Linked DNA regions of Mus musculus: all the other regions are linked to region 2. Evidence: chromatin contacts called from public HiChIP or PLAC-seq and promoter capture Hi-C data. All regions are on one chromosome and are shown on one strand. Each heading gives the region's core, a stretch centred on a gene start, on an enhancer-like site or on the middle of the called end of the contact. The rest is flanking DNA. Distances are from core to core; before and after follow the strand shown.

What was found. Promoter capture Hi-C pulls out the DNA fragments that hold promoters and counts their contacts. HiChIP or PLAC-seq counts read pairs in DNA pulled down with a chosen protein or histone mark.
Region 1: a contact with region 2 is called in an H3K27ac HiChIP or PLAC-seq map of embryonic stem cells, with 2.2 times the contacts expected there. The contact joins the promoter of BC005537 here to the promoter of Scgn in region 2. A contact is called at or near these places in 3 of 39 promoter capture datasets (cranial neural crest, hippocampal neurons and second pharyngeal arch cranial neural crest) and 1 of 115 datasets of contacts at active chromatin or transcription factors (embryonic stem cells).
Region 3: a promoter capture Hi-C map of hippocampal neurons shows a contact between it and region 2, with 3 times the contacts expected there. The contact joins the promoter of Gmnn here to the promoter of Scgn in region 2. A contact is called at or near these places in 5 of 39 promoter capture datasets (cranial neural crest, frontonasal cranial neural crest, hippocampal neurons and 2 more).
Region 4: a promoter capture Hi-C map of hippocampal neurons shows a contact between it and region 2, with 2.7 times the contacts expected there. The contact joins the enhancer-like site here to the promoter of Scgn in region 2. A contact is called at or near these places in 7 of 39 promoter capture datasets (cranial neural crest, embryonic stem cells, hippocampal neurons and 3 more) and 2 of 115 datasets of contacts at active chromatin or transcription factors (astrocytes and embryonic stem cells).

What each region holds. Positions count from the first base shown.
Region 1 is chr13:24,800,300-24,803,084 of GRCm38.p6, forward strand. It overlaps BC005537 (cDNA sequence BC005537), which reads left to right and starts at 1,358. Exons shown (of 5, transcript NM_024473.3): 1 at 1,358-2,785.
Region 2 is chr13:23,989,938-23,993,099 of GRCm38.p6, forward strand. Scgn (secretagogin, EF-hand calcium binding protein) reads right to left here and starts at 1,277. Exons shown (of 11, transcript NM_145399.1): 1 at 1,015-1,277. The coding sequence starts at 1,096.
Region 3 is chr13:24,760,548-24,763,620 of GRCm38.p6, forward strand. Gmnn (geminin) reads right to left here and starts at 1,390. Exons shown (of 7, transcript NM_020567.2): 1 at 1,266-1,390.
Region 4 is chr13:24,685,809-24,688,696 of GRCm38.p6, forward strand. All of the region lies in intron 8 of Ripor2 (RHO family interacting cell polarization regulator 2), which reads left to right. Among named protein-coding and RNA genes, the nearest start is that of Ripor2, 49 kb to the left of the region's middle. Within about 2 kb of position 1,628, at least 36 of the 459 cell types and tissues checked have an H3K27ac peak or open chromatin away from gene starts, as enhancers often do. A contact at or near this core is called in hippocampal neurons and liver, where this site is marked.

The sequences.
Region 1 (2,785 bases), core at 108-2,607, 810 kb after region 2:
TGATTTCTCCGTTGTTGCCAACTGGCCGACTTCTAGGGAATAATAAAATGACCCTAACCACCCTTCAGTCTTCCGGGTTTCTTCCTCACTCTGGCCCTTCCAACACCCATTTTTCCGCCCACTTCCCCGGCTTTGGCTTTTGAGCATCTCTGGAGCAGTGATTCTCAACCTCCCCATTGCTAAGATCCTTCAGTACTGTTCCTCATATTGTGCTGACTCCCAACCGTAAATTTCTGTTGCTACTTCTTAACTGTAATGTTGCTGCTGTTATGAATGTTAATGTTTTCCGATGGTCTTAGGCAACCTCTATAAAAGGATCATTGGATTCTCCCGTATGGGGTGCGACCCACAGGTTGAGAACCGCTGCTTTAACAGGACCCCCACCCTACCCCACCCCCTAAGTCCAACTACCGCTCCCCAGCATAGCCCAGGGTGGAGCTACTCTCTCCGCTTCGTCATGGAGGGCGTAGGGGGCGTGCTCTTATGACGTAAAAGGACGGGGCGGGGGAGACCTGGACAGCCTGACGGAGGGACAGAGGGGCGGAGGGAGTGGCGGGAGACCCTTGCCACGCCTTAGGACTTTCCATATTGATAAATAGGGGAAATGTGTGTTCTCAAACACCCCTAGGAAAAGAAGTATCTTACTGAAAGCCTAATTTCAAAGCTACTCACTATTTATACCGACTTTTATATGTCACACATTACTAGCTTTTCGGTTTTTCTGTCTCCATAACTGTGAAAACCTTCACGCTTCTTTTCCCGCCTCCCCCTTCAGTTTTTGCCACAGATGGTAGCGTCCGGGGCGCGCGCAGGCGTAGAGCGCTCGGGGCGGTGCCGCGGAGGGGCGGGTGACGCAGCAGCCGTCGCTGCCATTTTAAGTTGTTTGTTCTTGTTTCTTTTCCTCAAACGCGACTCAGCCCCGGACCCGGGAGGTTCCAGCGGCAGCCGCTGCTTCTGAAGCCACTCCGGTGCGGGGGGTGGGGGAACCGAGGCTGTGGCCCCGCGGACGCTCGACCTCCTCCTCCGTTGCGGCTCTCTCCCCCCATCCGTCGGGGCTCTCTCTTGGACTATCTTCCTGAACCGGACTGTTGGGCGAAGCAGGCCTCGGGAGCCGACGCTCGAACCGAGACAACTTTGCCGGGCTCACTCCGCGGACAGGCCGTAGCGCAGGGCTCCCCTCCTTCCCTCTTCCCTCCCGCGCGCTTTCCTCTTCCTCGCCGTCTCCCCCCTCCCCCTACCAACCCCGCGCCGCGTCCTTCCCTCCGTCGCCGCCCGGGGCGCCGAGCCCGACTATGGGGCCCAGGTGGGGGCTGAGTGGCGGCAGCAGCGCGCGTGGCCCGGCCACAGAGCGCAGCGCAGCGGGCATGGAGGGGCTCCGTCGGCCCGTCGTGTTCTCTTGACATGGCTCCCGCCCGCGCCACGAGCAGCGCCCCCGCCGCCGCCGCCGCCTCCTCCTCCGCAGCCGCCGCTCCGCCCGCAGGCTGCGGCTAGACGGCCCACCGACGGTCGGCCTGCGAGTCCCGCTCTCCTCTCCGCGGGGACCCCGCCCTGCCGCCTAGATCCCGGCCTCTCTGTCCCCTTGGGAAACCACCCAGCCGCCCCCACTCGGGAAACATGGGCTGTTGAACGGGAAAAGCGAATCTAGAACCCGGGAACTTCATTCCTTGCTTTTTTTTGGGGTGGGAGGGTGGGCTTCCTTTTAAGAAGTAATTATTATTAACACGATTATTCTCTTCTTTTCCCCTCCTCCCAACTGATCCTTCCTACTTAACTCTCTTCCCGCCTCCTCTACCCGGGCGGGAATTGTTTCCACATTGAAATGAGTGAGAACCCGAGTGATCCAGTGTCTCCCGTGGTGCGAGTGAGTCGCTGCCGCTGAAGGCCAGGGGTTGTGGGTGGGACCTGGGGGTCGAAGGCAGGTGATCCCCGGGCCCGGCCTGGGACGTGGGAGAACCCGCCACCTTAGCCTCAGCCATGCTCACACGAAGATAATCGAACTCCCTACCATCCCGAACTTGAACGGGGTCAAATTTATACGGAGGGCTCCCCGGGGAATGTAGAACCCACCGCAGGGCTAAGGGTGCTTGGATCCCGGGCATTAATCAGGGCTAATCACAGAGCCGGAATAACTATTAATACCGTTTAATAGACCCCCCTTTCCCTCTGCCATCATGGTTCTCCTTGGCAGCAGCGTTCGCAGCCGCCTGAGGGTGAAAACGTGGGTGATGGGGAAGTTGGTAATGACTCCGCTGTTTTTTCTCATGACTCCTTTGGGCAACAGCTGTCCACCCCCGGTATACACTGTAGTTGATTGCAGGGAAACCCTGTACCTCTCCCCTTCTTTCTCTGCTGATTTTGCACTTTTCTCTTTGCTCACCACCAAGTGTAATCAATAGCAAAGCACTGACAGTTCATAGCAGTAGTGAAATCTGAAATAACTAAGAATTAATCAGGTACTACAGCCATGGATCTGGCTGGGTAAAATCCAACTGGGGATTTCAGTTTCATTCACCTACCCTGTTTTGGTGGTTTTCAGTTTTTGGGTTTTTTGTTTTGGGGGGGGTATTTTTTTTTTCCCTGTATTTGGGAAGCAACATCACAATTTTCCCTCCCTTTTCTCAATTTCTTAATCCCTTTTCTGAAAAGGGACTATGCGAATGGGTTTCAAGGATTGGACCGGTGTCAGCTGTGTTTTACTGCGCACCTAAATCCTGATGATCGGTTTTTCATTTTCCCCTCAATGGCTTTTATTTTGGCAGTTTAGCCACATGTGTTTTCCAGAAAG
Region 2 (3,162 bases), core at 27-2,526:
AGCAGTGTCACATAGAGCCCAGGCTAGCCCCAAACTTGCTATGTATCTGAGGAAGACTTTGAACTCCTGATCCTCCTGCCTCTACCTCCCAATTGCTAGGATCACAGGCATGTGCCACCATGCCTTGCTATTTAGATTTGGGTTTGGTCTCAGTTTTATATTTCCTATTCTTAAAAGGTTTGTATTTTATTTTAATTATGTAAATGTGAGCATGTCTAGGGGTTGAGAGTGTGGTGCAAGTCAGTGTAGGTGCCCTTAGAAGCTAGCATCAGATTTTCCGGAGTTGAGTTCAGGTGGTTGGGAGCCACCTAACATATGCGCTGGGGCCAAACCTGAGTCTTCTGTAAGTGCAGTATATAATGTTAATGGCTGAGCCATCTCTGTAACCTTCACACTTTATTGTTATTATTGTTGTTGTTGTTACTTCAGTATCTATCTACTAATATCTTGAGAGGGGTAAATACTAAGTCCTAGCTTTTGTATGTAAGCATGCCTTTCAGGCAGTGTGTGTGTGTGTGTGTGTGTGTGTGTGTGTGTGTGTATGTGTGTGTGTGTGTAATTATCAATGGACAAGGCCAAATGGTAAACAGATGTGTTTTATGTTCAAGCACGTGGTTTGAAGTAGAGGGACATAAATCTGCACGTTGCTGAAACTCATCCTCCTTTGTAGAGAATGGAGACTGGGTAACGTGACAGTCACTAATGAAAAACTGTCACATTTACAAAGCACCACAGATTGCTGAGTTTCAGCCCAACAGCCTGGAATACATATGCAATGATGTTTGTTAATATATTAACTGCACGTCACTCACACAGCCACAGGTTGGGAAGCAGGAAAGTGCTCAGTCCACTCAGAATTTTTCAGACACTTTCTTGATATGTAAAATCAGCGTATGCTGAGGGTACTTTCTCCGGCACTCAGTAGTCAACTTTTCTTATAGAGAAAGGCGCTTAGGAGAAATTCCAGTTCCCTCTGTGTCTACGCTAGGCGCTCAACTGACCAAAGCTACTCACCTTCCTTGTCGAAGCGCTGCCAGATCTGCCAGAAGCAGGCAGCATCCAGCCGAGCTGGAGTTTTTCTGCGTGCGTTGTCCATGGTGCTGATGTGGGTAAACTCGCCTAGCAGTATTTCCCGACTCTTCGGTCCACTTCCTCCCTCTCTAGCTAGGTACCAGTGGGCAAGGCAAGCTCGAGGGCGTCCGGGCTCGTTGGTGTCGCTGAGCAGTCTTCAGTCTAGATGTCAGGCTCCAGGAGGCAACCCGCAGGCGTCCTCCTGCCCCGCCCCGCACGCCCGGCAGATCTCAGCGGGGCTCCTGCCTGTTAGCTGTAGGGGGAAGGGATGGGGTGAGGAGGGTGATGGGGATCAGACAGAAAGAAACTGGGAACTGTCTCTCCTGTTCACGGCTCACTGCCTTTCCGTTTAAGTTGTTTGTCAAACTCACGAAAACATTCTCTTCAGGTTGACTCACCTTTCAAACTAATGTCTCAAGGGGTTTCCTGGAACGGGCTGTCTATGTTTAGGGTTGAAAAAGTGTCAGTGCTGGCACCTTACGGATTGGATAAGACAGGACACATACTGTGGTGCGGAGGGAAGAAGAGAGATGAAGGTGTTCAGAAGTGGCCTCTGGAGCCAAACGAGGCATCAGAAAACACACCCGTTGCTGAACTGTAGTGTACTGTAGGGACCTGCTACTGCAGTCACTGTGGCTTGAAGTGGTGCCATTAAGATGCTGCAGGGAGCCAGGCATGGGTGGCACACACCTGTAGCTCCTGAACTACAGAGTCTGGAATAGGACTGCTGTGATACACAGTGAGTTGCAGGGCAGCCTGAGCTACAAAGTGATATCCTGTCTCCAAAACAAAACCAAACAAAACATCCACAAAGAGAAGCAAAACGCTGAAGCACAAATAAACCTAGCCACACTGTATCAAGAAAGGGGTCTACCCAACACATGCTATCTATGGAAGAGTTTTCAGATGTTTGTAACTGACTCCTTAGAGACACTTTAAGACAAATTGGCAGCCACCATTTAAAGGAACACGTTTTCTTTTTTTTCTTTTCTTTTCTTTCTTTCTTTTCTTTTTTTTTTTTTTTTTTTTTTTGAGCACGTTTTCTAATGATTAAAACTGAAAACTGTTGACCAGTTGACTTCTGAGAGAATAAAGAGACTAACCTGGTGACTTTGGACTTCAAACATCTTGCTAAGGAATCAGTAGAAGGAGTTAGGCAAAAATTGAGCTAGATGTGGTGACTCAAGCTTGCAACCTCCAATACTCAAGAGGCTGGGGGATTACTATGTGTCACAGCTCGCCTGTGCCGCCATGTGAAACTCAACAGAGAGATGGGGAGAATGAGCTGGAGTAAGAACACCCTTCCTTTGTGGTCTGCTGCTAGCATTCAATTTATTCGTAAGGAGCAACAGAGGTAAGCTATTTAAATGACAGTAGTAGAGCGCATGAGACTCAGTAGTTCCAGCTCAGGATCCTGGCTGAACCAAGTGGTAACTCTGTGATGGGTCACTATTCTAGGTCTCTACGTCTCAGCTTTCATATTTTATAACGAAGAGTACAATGTCTGCCTTGGAGGGCTGCTGAGAGGGTCAGAGAAACGCGTGGAAGTCCCCAGTGAATCAGGCTGCCTTTGTGTTGTTGCCTTATGACGGAATGACTGTGTTCTTTAAAAAGGATTTATAAAACGGAAGAAAAGTTTGAAAAATTGATAGCCAAGAGCAGCCTGGTGTGACATGATGTTACGTGTGATGTTTAAATTTCTAAATAAATATGAATTGTATATGATAATATTTAATATAGTTTAGAAGAAGATAAGCTTTGAGTTCAAAATGCAGCTTTGCAACTAACTAGCTGTGTGATGCTAGGCAGGTTATTTAGAAGTGTATTGTTTGTTTTTTGTTTTTTGGGCTTTAGCTGTATGAGAGTAATAGCACTTGCCTTTTGGGGCTTGTTAAAATGGTTACATAAATGAGGCTACAAACTCTTAGCACAGTATACAGTAAACAGTACAAACTATATACTAAAATGATTGATCTTCCATAGAAACTTATTGGTAAACTTTAGGAGTTTTGAAGCATATTGTTTAGGTTAAGGGACGAAAACTATAACCATCACTCACAGAGAAAGTGCAAGATCCACAAATTGGAGAAG
Region 3 (3,073 bases), core at 140-2,639, 770 kb after region 2:
CAAAACCCAAGATCTTTTGGCTCCAACCAAGATGTCGAGCTCAGTGAGTACTGTGCATAACAAGCATGCACAAAGGCTCAGCTCAGTTCCTGGTACTGCATAACCAGACACAAGTCCATAATACCAGCAGCTGGGCAGAGAACCAGAATTCAAGGTTATAGTCAGCTACGTAGCAAACACAAGACCAAGCTGAATTTAAAAGGAGGCTAGGGGGAACGGTAAACTGTACCCCCCACCTCTTACTTACATGTAATTAAAAATTTACATTGTGCCCTGGCACTCACCCATGTATGCAAATATAAACAACTTATAGCCCAGCCAGAGTGGTGTTCTGTTATTTCCTATTCTATTTCAAGTTAATAAAACCCGATCGCCAAAAACAAAACAAAACAAAACAAAACAAAAATTGGGCAGCGGTGGCACACGCCTTTAATCCTAGCACTTGGGAGGCAGAGGCAGGCGGATTCATGAGTTCAAGGCCAGCCTGGTTTACAGAGTGAGTTCCAGGCCAGGGCTACACAGAGAAACCCTCTGTCTCGGAAAAACAAACAAACAAACAAACAAACAAACAAAAAACCCGATCGGAAACCTATTCGCAGGGGCTTTGATGTATTTCTCTTTTCTTTTTAAATGGCTAAGTGGGCAAAGCTGACCTTGAACTCCTGTACCTCCTGCCTCAACCTCCTGGGTGCAGGAGACTGAGCACTGACACCAGGCCCAGACTTGGATAACGAAGGCAGTGGGCCAAGATCCCGCTATCATTAGTGAGTCGTGAGCACAGAGACAGTGTCGGAGAACCTACTATCACCTACAGCGGCACCACTGGGAGAGCAGACGCAGGACTCAATGCCCTTGTCCCAGGAGTAGCGTTTGCTGCAGTTGGTGAGCAGGCGGGAGGGATCTACACCCAGTTCAACCCCTAGCCGTGCAATCAGCCCGGACTCCGAGGCAGCAAACTTCCCCGGGCGCGCCGGCCCCGCCCAACGCGGCGCGCGCCAGCCAATAGGAAGAGCGAACACCAGAGCGCGCCAAAACCGACCTCACCAATGGCGCAGCCCCTCGTCTCAGCTCGCCCAGCTTTGCCTTGCAGTCGGGCCGAGACTCGGGTCCCTTTCAAGTCCCCAGACTCGGGTCCCTTCAAATCGTCGCCTCCCAGGCCGGCTCCCCGTGGCTGAGAAGCAGGCCGGGCATTCGGGCCAGCCCGGCGATCCCGCGGCCGGAGTTGCACTCGCCCCGCCCTCGGTCTCCCGCGCCCTCGGACTCACAGACAGCAATGCTCAGTTCCCGGCGAGCGTGAGAGCCGCACAAGGCCCTGGCACCACACCGGATTCAACGACGCCAGAACGACCCGAACCTGCAGACTAACCCGCCGACCCGGTAGCTGACGCGCCGAAAGGCGGAGCCTCGGCATTCAGCCAATCGCCTCTCGCCGCCGCCCACCGCGCCCGTGGCTTCCGTGCGCCTGCGCACCCAGCCAAGGTGCGTGCAGTCTCTGGAAGAGGTCACCGAGGTTCCTCTTGCCTTAGGAGTGTGTGCCCTCTGACCTTGCCGTCTGACCCTCCGCTTCCGGCTCCAAGTGTCTGCCGGCGAGGACAAAAGAGACTCTCACTAGCGGCAAACACGAGAATATACATATATTTTTTCCAAGGTATTTTGTGTGTTTAGTTTTTAATATACATACATGCAAGCATGCATACCTAGATGCGCACACACTAAAGGAAGCAAATAAACAGACGAAACGTGATGACTCAAAAGTCACACTGTGACAGTCACTAGAAATAGCAAGGGCCCGCTTCAAGCTAACAAAAAAAGTTGAAGCTGAGGAATTTTAACTCTATACTTAAGACAGATGACTTTTACTGTATTTGAACTAGACCTCAATTAACTGGCAAGATGGCTCCTTGGTTGAGAGCATTTGTTCTTGCACGGGACAAACCTGGGTTTGGTTCCAAGCACCCACATGGTGGCTTACAACCATCCATAGCCCTTGTTCCAGGAGATCTGATGCCCTTCATGGACACCAAGATGAATATGCATCACACAGGCAACTTTGAAAAACCTAAACTATACCTCAGTAAATCTAAACAAAGGAGGGAGGGCTGCAATACAGGAAACCTCTATAAAGGACTTCCTGGCTGGCTATATAAATATAAGTTTAAAGCCAGCCAGGTTACATAGACAGAATGCAGTAGGGTTGCTAACACCAGAACCTGCTTTATCAGTCAATAACAATTTAGAAGGAAACAGAACTAGGGCCAAGGGAACCGCGATGGCCTAGAGGCTGAGAAAAGTCAATGTATTTGTCACCTTACTTGTTGCTGTAACAAATACCTGACCAGTGCAACTTAAGGAAGGGTTTGTCGGGGCTCACAATTTAAGCGTACAGTCCTCAGAGTCGGGAAGGTATGGCAGTGGGGGGAAGGGGGGCAGCAGGTCCCATACATGCAGGCCAAGCATTTGTACACATACAAAATGTTGCATGTTAGCCAGCACTAAATCCTGCTCAATGGGAAAATATTCTATCCATTTCCACAGAGAACCTGTATTCTATGGTCCAGCCAGTTACCACACTATCACCTCTCAGCCTCAAGTCCCCTGGCAAGTTCCAGAGGAACTGCATATGTGTTCTGCCCTCAGAATACTGGCGACTTCTCCTTTGCTCTCTCATGCTCTCTAGTGAGACCTGGACTTCAGGTCTGGATGAGGAAGAAAGTTCTTGGTGGGAAAGTTAAGATTCTTCCTACTCAAATTTTTGTGGATTATTTTGTTTGCTTGCTTGCTTCTCAAACAGGGTTTCTCTGTGTAGCCTGGACTGTCCAAGAACTCACTCTGTAGAACAGGCTGGCCTCGAACTCATAGAGATCTGCTTGCTTCTGCATCCCGAGTGCTGGGATTATAGGTGTGCACCAACACCACACTGAGGCTGTTACTCAAAGTTTTAAAAGAATTTTCTTTTCCTAAGAAATGCAATTTGAAGCTGGGTATGATAGCTCACACCTGTAATCCAAACACTAGGGAAGTTGAGGCAGGAGGATCTTGAGTTTGAAGTCATCCTGAGCTATGTAGGGAGACC
Region 4 (2,888 bases), core at 378-2,877, 700 kb after region 2:
GGTGCTGTGATCTCTGTGCTCTGTAAAAGTGCTGTGGGGAGCTGTTGAGGCCAGATTCCAAAAACCTGTAAGGACCCAGCTGGATTCAGGACCCCAAATCAGAAAAGAAGCTAAGAACTGCGTGTCTTACAGAAAACTGCTTTTCTTCCCAACGATGACCTCATTCAAATGAGTTCCAGGAGGACACATGTCCAGAGGTCAGTGCTAGCTGGTCACCATGGCCTTTAGGATGAACTGGGAAACCTGCCCAGGAAGCAGGAAGGCCAGTACTAAGACACAGTCCGAGGTACACTCTTAGGAAGGTCATGGCAAAACTGGGAAACAATGGAGTACTTCTATGACCAGAACCGTGTCTGAGCAAAGGCAGCCAGTGGCACGGGGAGCCAGGTGAGCAGCTGTGTGGCTGTAGGTAGCTGGGAGGCTCTATAGCTGTGTAGCTGTAGATAGCTATGAGGTTGTATCTGCAACCTTTCTCCACTGTGATAAATTCTCTGAAAGAAACAACTTAAGAGGAAAACGATCCGTGGCGGCTTAAGATTTGGAGGAGTTTAGTCCACTATGGGAAGGGGAGCTATGGTAGTCGGAGAGGCCGGCAGCTGAGGCAGGGGTTAGAGTGGATCAGGAAGCCAGACACAGGCTGGAAGCAAAGCAGAGTTATAAACCTCAAGAACACACTCTCCAGTGTCTGATTCCTCCAGCTAGGCCCTAACTCTTAAAGACTCCATAACCTCCCACAACAGAGCTACCCAGCTGGTGGCCAAATGTTCAACCATGAGCGGGGGCATCATTTATCCACAGTCACACTGGGGGCAGCACCCTGTCCTCCATTCAGGCTGTGGAAGAGCTGTTGGATCATTAACACAGGAGCAAGGTAAAAGATCAAAAGAGACCCACCTGAGGGAACCCAGGGATGATTTCTGAGTGGCCATCATGAAAACCTAGCTGATACAACAGTTACCACCAAGCAGCTGAGAAAACACTGGGCTTTTCGCAGCTGTAGAAATGCCAGCAGGGCCTTGGGCCAGAATTTGCAGAACCTAGCCAGGCCCCAAAGTCCACGATAGCTGGTGCTCCAGCAGAAGTGCTCCCCCCGCCTGGGGAGCTTCGGCTGGAACTGGCTCCTCCTACCTGCTGCCATTCTGCTGTTATCACTGTCACCAGAGGCTGGAGATGCCTTATAAGGAATGTCAATAAGGTGTGTTCATTCCATGGACAGTGAGACCCAAAACTCATCACGACCCCAGCCCTCCTCCTCCCGTGATAAGAAATTTCTGGTGATTTTGAGAAGGGAGATCGTCAAAGAGTCCCCCCACCCTTCTCAACGTATCCATCATGGTACATAGTCAGCTTCCCTGAAGCGGGGTCCCTATTGTCACCTCAACATGTAACCAGCTAGTGGATTAACCAGGAGCTGATAATTTGTAGGTATTCAAAGGGTAAATAGGGTTTTCTTAGAATTAGCACATTGGGCTTCAGATTCATAAAAGCCAGCCAGCAGTGCTTTCTTTCCGATGTGTTTTTGTGGAGGTGGGGGAAAAAAGCCTAAATGCTCCAGAATTATTCATGAAAATCGCTTCCTCCAATCCTGCTTTTATTACAGTGGGTCCTCCTAAGTGGCTCATTAGCTTCTAATTGTTAGCGAGAGCTGCTCCTAAATGCATGGGCTCGCCAACTAAAAGGCATGCCAAGTTGGTGAGCTGCTGCCATCTAGTGTCGAAAGATGGTAAGAGGTGAGCCCATTTTGAAGCTTCCCTGGATTCGTCTTATTCATCACCATGCCCATGGGTCAATGGGAAGCAGATTTGTCCATTTGAGATAAATTGAGCCATTCACTGAAGGTAAAACACACAGTGTGACATCATCCTTGTTATGTCTACGTGAGTAAAATCTTGTTTGCTAGAAACACAACCCAGGGCAGGGAAGACAGCATAAAGCGAGCAAAAGGATATGGGTTTGGATCTGCAGAGCCCACATAAAAAGCTGGGCATCGGGTCATGTGATTATAATCCCAACTTGGCCTCTGATGGAAAAGGGACTTGAGATGGGTAGTAGGTCCCTGTGCTTTCTGGCCAGCCAATCTAACCAAACAGCAACCTCCAGGTTCAGTAAGAGATCCCATCTCAAAAAGGAAAAAAAAAAAAAAAAAAAAAAAAAAAGGGTCTATGAAGCATCCGCAAACATAGGCATACATATGCCTGTGTATACATGCACAAGCACGTACAAGCACAGGAGAAACTTGCCCCAGGACTCAAAGGTTAGAAATAGAAAACGTCTGTGCTGATTTTTTCACTGCAATTATGTCATAGTTTTTTTTTTTTAGTGAGAAATTCTAAAATGTAAATTAATATTTTCACCCTCACACAGTGGGCTTTTGGTAAATATCAATAGGAAGGTGGAAAGGGTAATGGAAGCTGGGACTCTGGAGCTGTCCCAGGGCGGCGGCCGTGTATTCTGACAAGGTGTTGCTGCTGAAGCGGTAGGCTCAAGTTGACCTGCAGATGACACAGGGGAAGAAAAGGCACCTTGTGCTAACTGGATCTGTCAATCAACGCAGGCTAGAGTCACCTGAGAGGAGGGCGCCTCATTTGAGAAAATGCCTCCATAAGATCCAGCCATAGAACATTTTCTTAATTTGTGATGATGGGGAAGGGCCCAGCCCATCGTGGGTGGTGCCATCCCTGGACTGGGAGTCCTGGGTGCTATAAGAGAGCAGGCTGAGAAAGCCAATAAGCAGAAACCCTCCATAGCCTCCATGACCTTCGTATCAGCTCCTGACTCTAGGTTCCTGCCCTGTTTGGGCTCCTGTCCTGACTTCCGTTCACTGATGAATCGTGACAGTGACGCTTCAGCTAAATAATCGCTTTCCTCCCCAAGTTGCTTTGGTCATG